2 separate regions of the Oryctolagus cuniculus genome follow, and region 1 is linked to region 2. Evidence: chromatin contacts called from public Micro-C data. All regions are on one chromosome and are shown on one strand. The core of a region is the stretch at or near the end of the contact, and the rest is flanking DNA. Distances in the headings are between cores, read along the strand shown. Region 1 holds the start of RNPS1 (RNA binding protein with serine rich domain 1). Region 2 holds the start of AMDHD2 (amidohydrolase domain containing 2).

The links. A called contact is a pair of places that touch in the nucleus more often than the background predicts.
Region 1: a Micro-C map of ear pinna shows a contact between it and region 2, with 3 times the contacts expected there. The contact joins the promoter of RNPS1 here to the promoter of AMDHD2 in region 2. A contact is called at or near these places in 2 of 6 Hi-C or Micro-C datasets (ear pinna and skin fibroblasts).

What each region holds. Positions count from the first base shown.
Region 1 is chr19:33,008,921-33,012,924 of mOryCun1.1, reverse strand. It overlaps RNPS1 (RNA binding protein with serine rich domain 1), which reads right to left and starts at 2,744. Exons shown (of 7, transcript XM_051836218.2): 1 at 2,619-2,744. The coding sequence starts at 2,620.
Region 2 is chr19:32,794,656-32,798,620 of mOryCun1.1, reverse strand. AMDHD2 (amidohydrolase domain containing 2) reads left to right here and starts at 2,223. Exons shown (of 10, transcript XM_051836227.2): 1 at 2,223-2,388; 2 at 2,480-2,616; 3 at 2,730-2,843. The coding sequence starts at 2,306. It overlaps ATP6V0C (ATPase H+ transporting V0 subunit c), which reads left to right. Exons shown (of 3, transcript XM_070064099.1): 2 at 1,208-1,391; 3 at 1,464-2,095. The coding sequence ends at 1,668.

The DNA of each region.
Region 1 (4,004 bases), core at 1,495-3,994, 210 kb before region 2:
CTTTTTATTATTTTCTTTGACTCCTAGCAAGCTCTTCTTTTTCACTCCTGATAAATCCATCCTCCCTTCTGAGGTGTTCAAAGCGGCAATGGCGGCCTCACTTATCTGAGCTCTCACTTCTAACTCGACTCTGAGAAACGGTCCCTAATCGATTGCAATTTACGCCAAAGAGCAGCCTAATAACAAGATAAAAGGATGTAGAGAGTGAACGAATTGGCAAGGCAACAAATTAACTTTGCAGTACAAAGCTGAGCACACACGAAGGCAGTCAGGAACACAGCAAGCAGCAGGTACCCACAGGACCAGGGCATGCGGGGCAGCCACCACTTCCCCACGGGGCACAGGTCAAGCCGGCACCCAGCTCCTCCCTGAGGCGGCGGGTGGTCCCCGTCGCTTTATCCTAGAGTTTCGTTAAGGGTGACGGGCCCTCAGCAGCACACTCACGAGGAGGACAGGGAAGCCTAACGCGAGTGTGGCTGGCGGATCAGGCCTCGTCTCTGCTGTGGTTCCCCTCCAGGACACACTGGATTACGACTGGAGACAAACATCGTTTCAGAAGTGGTTGGTATCAGCACCAAAACATTTACTACCCAAGCACGAACACTTAGAGAGTAGTGAAAGCGATTCTCAAGTTGTCAATAGCAAACTGTAGTGCTAAGCACGACGTGTGCAGGGGGAAAGATTCGCACGAGGCTGTGATTTAAAGAAAAAACGAGATGGTGGCTCCACACGCGCCAAGAAACCCAACAGAGGGACCGCAGAGCCCCAGTGGTGGCTACTGAGCATTAAACATTACTTCAATTTTTCTGTATGGTTAGAACTTTTAAAAAGACGCAAGTGTGTGTGCGGGGGGAAGCTGACACTTGAAACTGGGCGAGATGCTCCACTTCATTTAAGGGCTGGCCAGGTGCCTGACGCCAGCACACGGTGAGCAGTCACGTTAACCAGTTACTCAAAACCGCTCATCTCTCACCCAGGCTTTCCACGAGGTTCTGCACAACCGCGTGACCTGTGAGCAGGCGCGGCTGCTCATCCCACCGCACACCGCGCGGCCGCAGCCCCGCAGCTGGGCAGGCGCTTCCACGTGATGCCGATCCACGTTCTGACCCAGGAAATACGAGGGCCGGCTGTGGACACTCCAACGAGCGGCAGAGGGCAGAGGATCCCCGGGCAGCTCCTTGCCAAGGCTGCCCTCTTCAGAATGGCTGCCTCCAAACCATAAGGGACCACGGACACCCGGTCAGGCTGGTGTCCTGGGACAACCCCTGGGTGTAACTCAGCCAAGAGCCCCGGCCTCGCTGTGGACCCTCAGCAGCCACTGTCCTCTCTAAGGCCTCTGGTCGCCAGTTTGTTACCAGCAATGCGGTGACAACAACCCCCCTTCCAGCATTTTCAAAGGCAGTAACCAATGAACTCACGAAACAGACCCCGCACCTGGTTGAGGCCCAACAGAAGTAACATGAAAAGGGCTGTTTCCAGAGGCTCTCCTCCCCGCACCGGGAGCCTCAGAAAGGTCATGGAAAATACCTATCTGCAAAGAACATGCGTAGGTTTCATTTTTTTGCACCAAAATCTATCTTTTAACTCCCCTTTCCATGAATTTTCCGAAGTTCCACACACTCCCAATTCCTGAATTCAACAGTGTCCGTGGGCCCCACCGTGGGATCACTCGGGGCAGCACGGCCACTACCGAGCGCGCCAGGAGTAACCTGGAACTGCCTTGTAGCGCCGTCACAAACCAGGTAAATCCACTTAGAAAACACTGGACACCCCACACCCAGCGGGAACTGCATTTCCCGTTTTCCCCTCCGAGTCGTCCTTTGAACCCCAGCCCGGGCTGGCTGCGCCGCGGGCCCCGTGAGCAGCGGCCACCTCGCTGGCCAGGGCGGCGACCCCCGCCCCGCCCCGCCCCGCCCGAGGACGAGCCCCGCCGGTGTCCTCGGGACGAACACCGAAGAGCCACGGGGGGCGCGCTCGCTCTGCCGGGCGCGGTCGGCAGCTAGAAAGCAAAGGTTGAGGTTCTCTGTCCACAAGTCCAGGGCCCGGCGCGGGACCTTGGTGACCGCCCCCGTCCTCCGGAAGGTGCGCGTCCAACAGCCAGAGAGAGGAGAGAACAGTTAGTCACGTCTCGAGCAGAAGGGGCCCCTCCCCGCACCGGAGCTGGGCCTCACGCACGGTCCACGCCAACAGCACGGCGGCAGGCGGCCCCGCGCCGCGCCGGCCCGACCTCGCCACGGCGCCGGGACCCGCCGGCAGCGCTGGAGCCGCCCCTCGGGCAGCGCGCGCCGCCTTCCCGGGCGTCCCACACAGCGGCCCCGCCGCCCCCCGCGCTCGCAGGGAGGGCCCGGCTCCCCAGCCCGCAGGAGCGCCGCCGCGGAGCGGACCCAGCCGGGCGGCTCTTCCGTCGGCGGCGGCCCCGACCACTTCCGGGCCGCGGCCTCGACGCCTCCCACTCCGCCGCCCCGGGCCACATTCTTTCTTTCCGAGTTCCGTGCCGCGCCGCCCGGCCGCCGCGCCATCGCGGGGCTGAGAAGCCGGCTGGCTGCACGATGCGACCCTCCCGGCCTGGCGGGCGGCCCCTGCAGCTCGGATGCGGTCGGATTCCGCCCCCAACTTACATCTTCCCGCCGCCGCCACCTCCTCCCGCTCTCCTCAGCCGCCGAGGCCGGCGCTTTTCTGTCGTCAGAGCGAAGGCGCGGGAACGTGCCGCCGTGCGGCGCACAGCGATGACGAAAACGCCTCAGCCAATGGGCGCGAGCTGCGGAGCGTTCGGGGCAGCGGACGAGGGTGGGGAGCGCCGTGAGGGTCGCTGGCTGTGTCTCCCCGGTCAAGAGGGCTCTCGGCCCTGGGCAGCCCCTTTCCGGAGCTCCCGGAGCGGGCATGGCGACTTGCCGGGGCCCCGGGGCCGGCACGGACGGGGCTGACGAGGCCGCGCCTCTGCGAGCGCGTGCGCACTGGGGGCGGCGGGTCTTCTCGCCCGGGGGTCTTCTGGGCGGTAGCCTCTCCAAGGCCGGCCTAGAGGGCTCGGAGGGATGGGCCGGCGCAGGACGTGGGTTAGTGCGGTCAAACCCCACTGCTGCAGAGGGAGCGGCGGGCGCGAAGGCCCGGGAGGCGCGGTCGGAGCCGCCTGGCAGGAGCGGCGAGTGGGGAGGGCTGGGGAGGGGGCTTCTGTGGGATTGCGGAAGGAAGGACGGCGCCCTCGCCCCAGCTGGCAGCCAGGAGGGCTGGGGGGAGCAGCGGGTGCAAGCCAGGGCCTTGCAGAAAGCAACCAGCGGGCAGTCGGAGAGGCAGCCCGGGTGCGGGAGGGTGGGGGGAGCGCTAGAGCGGTCGGGGTCTGCCGGCGCGTGAGACTCCTTCCCCATCCAGGAGGGTCACCCCGCCCTCACCCTTCACCTGCGGCCGAGGAGGGCAGCGGCCGGGGTCTGCGGGCGCGTGAGACTCCCCCATCCAGGAGGGTCCCCCTGCCCTCACCCTTCACCCGGGGCCGAGGGGGGCAGCGGTCGGGGTCTGCGGCACGTGAGACTCCCTTCCCCATCCAGGAGGGTCCCCCTGCCCTCACCCTTCACCCGGGGCCGAGGGGGGCAGCGGTCGGGGTCTGCGGCGCGTGAGACTCCCTTCCCCATCCAGGAGGGTCCCCCTGCCCTCACCCTTCACCCGGGGCCGAGGGGGGCAGCGGTCGGGGTCTGCCGGCGCGTGAGACTCCCTTCCCCATCCAGGAGGGTCACCCTGCCCTCACCCTTCACCCGGGGCCGAGGGGTGTCCAGGGAGTTGGGCACAGAAGCCTCCGGCGTGTGCTGCCCTGGGGCGGGGTTGGCAGCCCGTCCAGTCTGGACACATTCGAGGGACAGGCGGGAGGTTCAGTTCTCTGCACGCCTTCAGGGGCAGAGGAGGGCAGCCCCTGGCGGGGGTGGTGTTGGCCATGGGCCGTCTGGAGGAGGCCTTGGCCCCCAGGGCCCGGGCTCAGAACCTGTGCCTGTGCGGGAGAGTGGGGGAGACCACAGCAC
Region 2 (3,965 bases), core at 974-3,473:
GCCTAGGGGCCTCTCCAAGGCTCCGTGTCCGCGCGTGCGCCCAGGTGTCGCTGCCGGCCGACTGCAGGCTCCAGCCCGTGGCCTGCCTTGCACAAGGCCCTGCCCCGGTCACATGCGGCTTCCCCTTTTGTCTTATGACTGTCACCCTGTCGAAGCCTCCATCATGTCTTCCACAGAGCTGTCACTGGCTCTCCTTCCACGTTCATGACTTCCTCCTTGTGGGCACCCTCTACCTGCTGGTGGTTCCGGAACTCCTGACTCCTCTGCGGCCCCCACAGGAGGCCCGCTGTTGGCGCCTGGTCGGGCCCGGGGCCCTCCTGGACGTGCGCGGGCTGCCCAGGCCTGGGCCGCTGTTGCCTCCTGCTGCTCTGGCCCTCCCTGCCCTGCTGCCTTTGTTCCTCTGGTCTCTCCACCCACAGCCACATGACACTTGCACCTCTCCCAGGATCCTCCCGGAGGGGTGTTGCGGCAGCCTGGGTGTGGGCAGTGCTGTGGGCCTGGGCCTGCCCCACATCCGCCATGATGCTGAGTCCCCGGCTGAAGGTGCTGCCCCAGTGAGGCAGGGCCCCTCCCCCCACCGCCCCGGCCCCTCAGCACCTCCTCCCCGTCTGCTGAGGTGCTGCGCATACAGGTCGCCGGGCTCTGGACCCCGGGACGGCACTGCCGGGCACTGCCGGGGCGCAGAGGAATGGCTGCGAGCATCCCCGGTCCCCCCTGCTCCGGCCAGCAGCGGCCTTCCCGACGGCTGCGGTGTCGGGAGGAGGCCGCCTCACACTGCTGAGCAGACCCCCGGGAGCCCCAGAGGGCCCTCTGGGAGGGGGCGGCAGGCTGGGCACCCCCGTCCTGGAGGTCAGACTCGGCAGAGCAGCTGCGCCCGGCCTGGGGCCGCACCCCGGGAAGCCGGCTGGCTGACGCAGGCCCAACACCTGGGCTGCAGAGACGTGAACTCGGGCCTTCCCCGACCTGTCCTGAGGGCCTGGGGAACCAGACAACACAGGGTTCCTGGGCCCACCTGCCCTTCTCCTGAGGTCACGGGCAGTCGCCTGAGGCTCACCCGGAGCAGGGCCGGGGTTCCGTGGCTGAGCCAGAGGGAGAGTGGCGACCCCTGTGGCACTCTGTCCTGAGGGCTGCCTCCTGCCCCTCCCCCAGGGTCCTGACCCCAGTGATTAGTGGGCAGCTCTGGGCTCACCCTGCCTCCCTCCCACAGCCCTGGGTGCCGCCTATGGCACGGCCAAGAGCGGCACTGGCATCGCCGCCATGTCGGTGATGCGGCCGGAGATGATCATGAAGTCCATCATCCCGGTGGTCATGGCCGGCATCATCGCCATCTACGGCCTGGTGGTGGCCGTGCTCATCGCCAACTCCCTGAACGACGGCATCAGCCTCTACCGGTGAGTGCGGGGCTGGGCGCGCCCCCCGGCCCGCCGCCGGCCGCTGACCTCGCTCCGCCCTCTCCTCCCTAGGAGTTTCCTGCAGCTGGGCGCGGGCCTGAGCGTGGGCCTGAGCGGCCTGGCAGCTGGCTTTGCCATCGGCATCGTGGGCGACGCCGGCGTGCGGGGCACTGCCCAGCAGCCCCGGCTGTTCGTGGGCATGATCCTGATCCTCATCTTCGCCGAGGTGCTCGGCCTCTACGGTCTCATCGTCGCCCTCATCCTGTCCACAAAGTAGCCCCCTGCGCACCCACCAGCCAGAGCACGGTGTCGACGCCCCCTCATTCCAGAATGAACAGCCTGACCATGCACGGGCAGCCGCCCCTCAGTAGTTGGTCTTGTAAATGCGCAGTGTCCTAGTGCCCCTCGTCCGTCGCCCCCGCCTCGCCCCGCCCTGTGCTGTGGACATCTGGGCCGCGCGCCCCCATCAGCCCCGCCCTCGAGTGCTGTGTTTGAGGATGAATCGCAGTTGTCATTTCTCTTCACTGGATGTTTATTTATACGAGACCTGACCTGTCCATACGTCTGTGGAGCAGCCCTGCCTCCCAACGCTGTAGTGACCCTAGGTAGAGTGTCGCCCCGTGGGTCCCGTGTGCCGAGACCGGCGCGCCCGGGGCCGCGTGGCGCCGGCGCGGTGTCCAATAAAGCTCTCGGATGTGACTGGAGCCTGTGTCCTGGCCGCTGCTGTGGGCGCGGGGGCGGGGCGGGCCCGGGCAGCTGCGTCACGGCGCGGCGGCGGTCACGTGGGCCGCCGGGTCACGTGCGCGCGGCGGTCACGTGACGCGGCGCCGTCAGCTGAGGGTCACGTGGCGCGGCCGGGGAGCGGCGGCCGCGGGGCTCGGCGCCGCCCGCTCGCCGGCGTCTAGCGGCTCACCATGCGCGGCGGGCAGGGCGCGGCGCGGGCTCCGGTGCTCCAGTTCACCAACTGCCGCATCCTGCGCGGCGGGGCGCTGCTCAGGTGGGCGTGGGGGCCCTGCCGGGGGCGGGCCGCGGGCGGGCCGCGGGGCGGACGGCGGTGCCAGCGCCCGCCGCTCGGTCCCGCTCCGCAGGGAGGACCTGTGGGTGCGCGGGGGCCGCATCCTGGACCCCGAGAAGCTGTTCTTTGAGGAGCGGCGCGTGGCGGACGAGCAGCGGGACTGCGGAGGCCGCATCCTGGCGCCGGGCTTCATCGACGTGCAGATTAACGGTGCGGCCCGGGCGGGGCGGGGCGGGCGCCGGGGCGCGGGCGGGCAGCCGTGAGCCCCGTGCGACCCCTTCCTTTCTGTGGCCGTAGGTGGATTTGGTGTTGATTTCTCCCAGGCCACGGAGGACGTGGGTTCAGGGGTCTCCCTGGTGGCCCGGAGGATCCTGTCGCACGGCGTCACCTCCTTCTGCCCCACCCTGGTCACCTCTCCACCAGAGGTCTATCACAAGGTGAGGCCAGGCTCCCGGCCTGCGGGAAGGAGCCCGCCAGCCCCCTCGTGGTCAGTCTGCTCTGCGCCCCCCGGGGGGCACGGTCGGGGGCCTGGATCCCGCCTCACCTGCCCGCGCCCTTGCAGGTCTCCCGGCCCCACCTGTGCCCTCTGAGCGCCCTCCTCTGCCCCAGCCCCACCCTCAGCCCACGGCCTTCGTGATTGCCACAGCGGGAGGCCTGGTGGGGCCCCTCTTCCCCAGCCTGTTTGGGAATTGTGACTCAGTGGAATGAGCCTCCCAGAAAGGGCCACTCCCCGGCTTCCCACTCGTGCTCACCCAGGGTTCCTGGGCAGGGCCTCTTTGTTGGGGCTTTGTGGGTGGCCTGGGCACCCACAGCACAGCCGGGGGGCGGGGAGGGGAGGTTTAGCGGGCTGAGGTGCTGGATCTGCTGCAGGACCGGGGACTGGCTGCTCCGCCGGCCTGTCCCTTCCTGGGTGTGTGGACGCAGCAGGGGGCCCGGAGACTGGGCACAGCCTTCTTCCTGCCTGAGCCCAGGCTTCCTCAAACCTAGAGCAGGGCCAGGGACGGCGCTGGGCCGGTGCAGCCCCCTGGGTGCTGTAGAACAGAGGCCGCATTCAGCCTGGGCGGGTCAAGGCCCAGCTGTGCCGCCACAGAGAACTCCAACCCAGCACCCAGCTCCCCTTCCTGGGTCCTGCCGGAGGCCCTCCCGGGACGGGTGCCCTGCCCCCACCCGGCTGCATTCCCCTCCTGCCTGTCTCCCCGGGCGCATTCCAGGCCTGCACTCCTGCGCCCCCAGCTCTGGCTGGAAGGCCTGGGCCTGCCCTGGCCGCCCCCACGCCGCCTCCCTCTGCTGATCTCGCCCCGCTGGCGCTGACTGCGGCTGTTCTTCCCGGGCAGGTGGAGCGTGAGCCTTCTCCCAGCACCCGTGCCGGTGCACGGACCTGGCAGAGCTGTCGGGAGCTTGGGAGGCAGGGACGCCTTGGAAGGGAAAATGGAATCCCAGCAGCGGCCCTGAGGCCAGAGGCCCCCTTTGGGCTTCCTCCCCCCACCACACACCCGCCCTCCTCGGCCTGCGCAGGGCGCGTGGACTCCCGCTGCTCCCTGGCCGGAGGATCTGGCCCT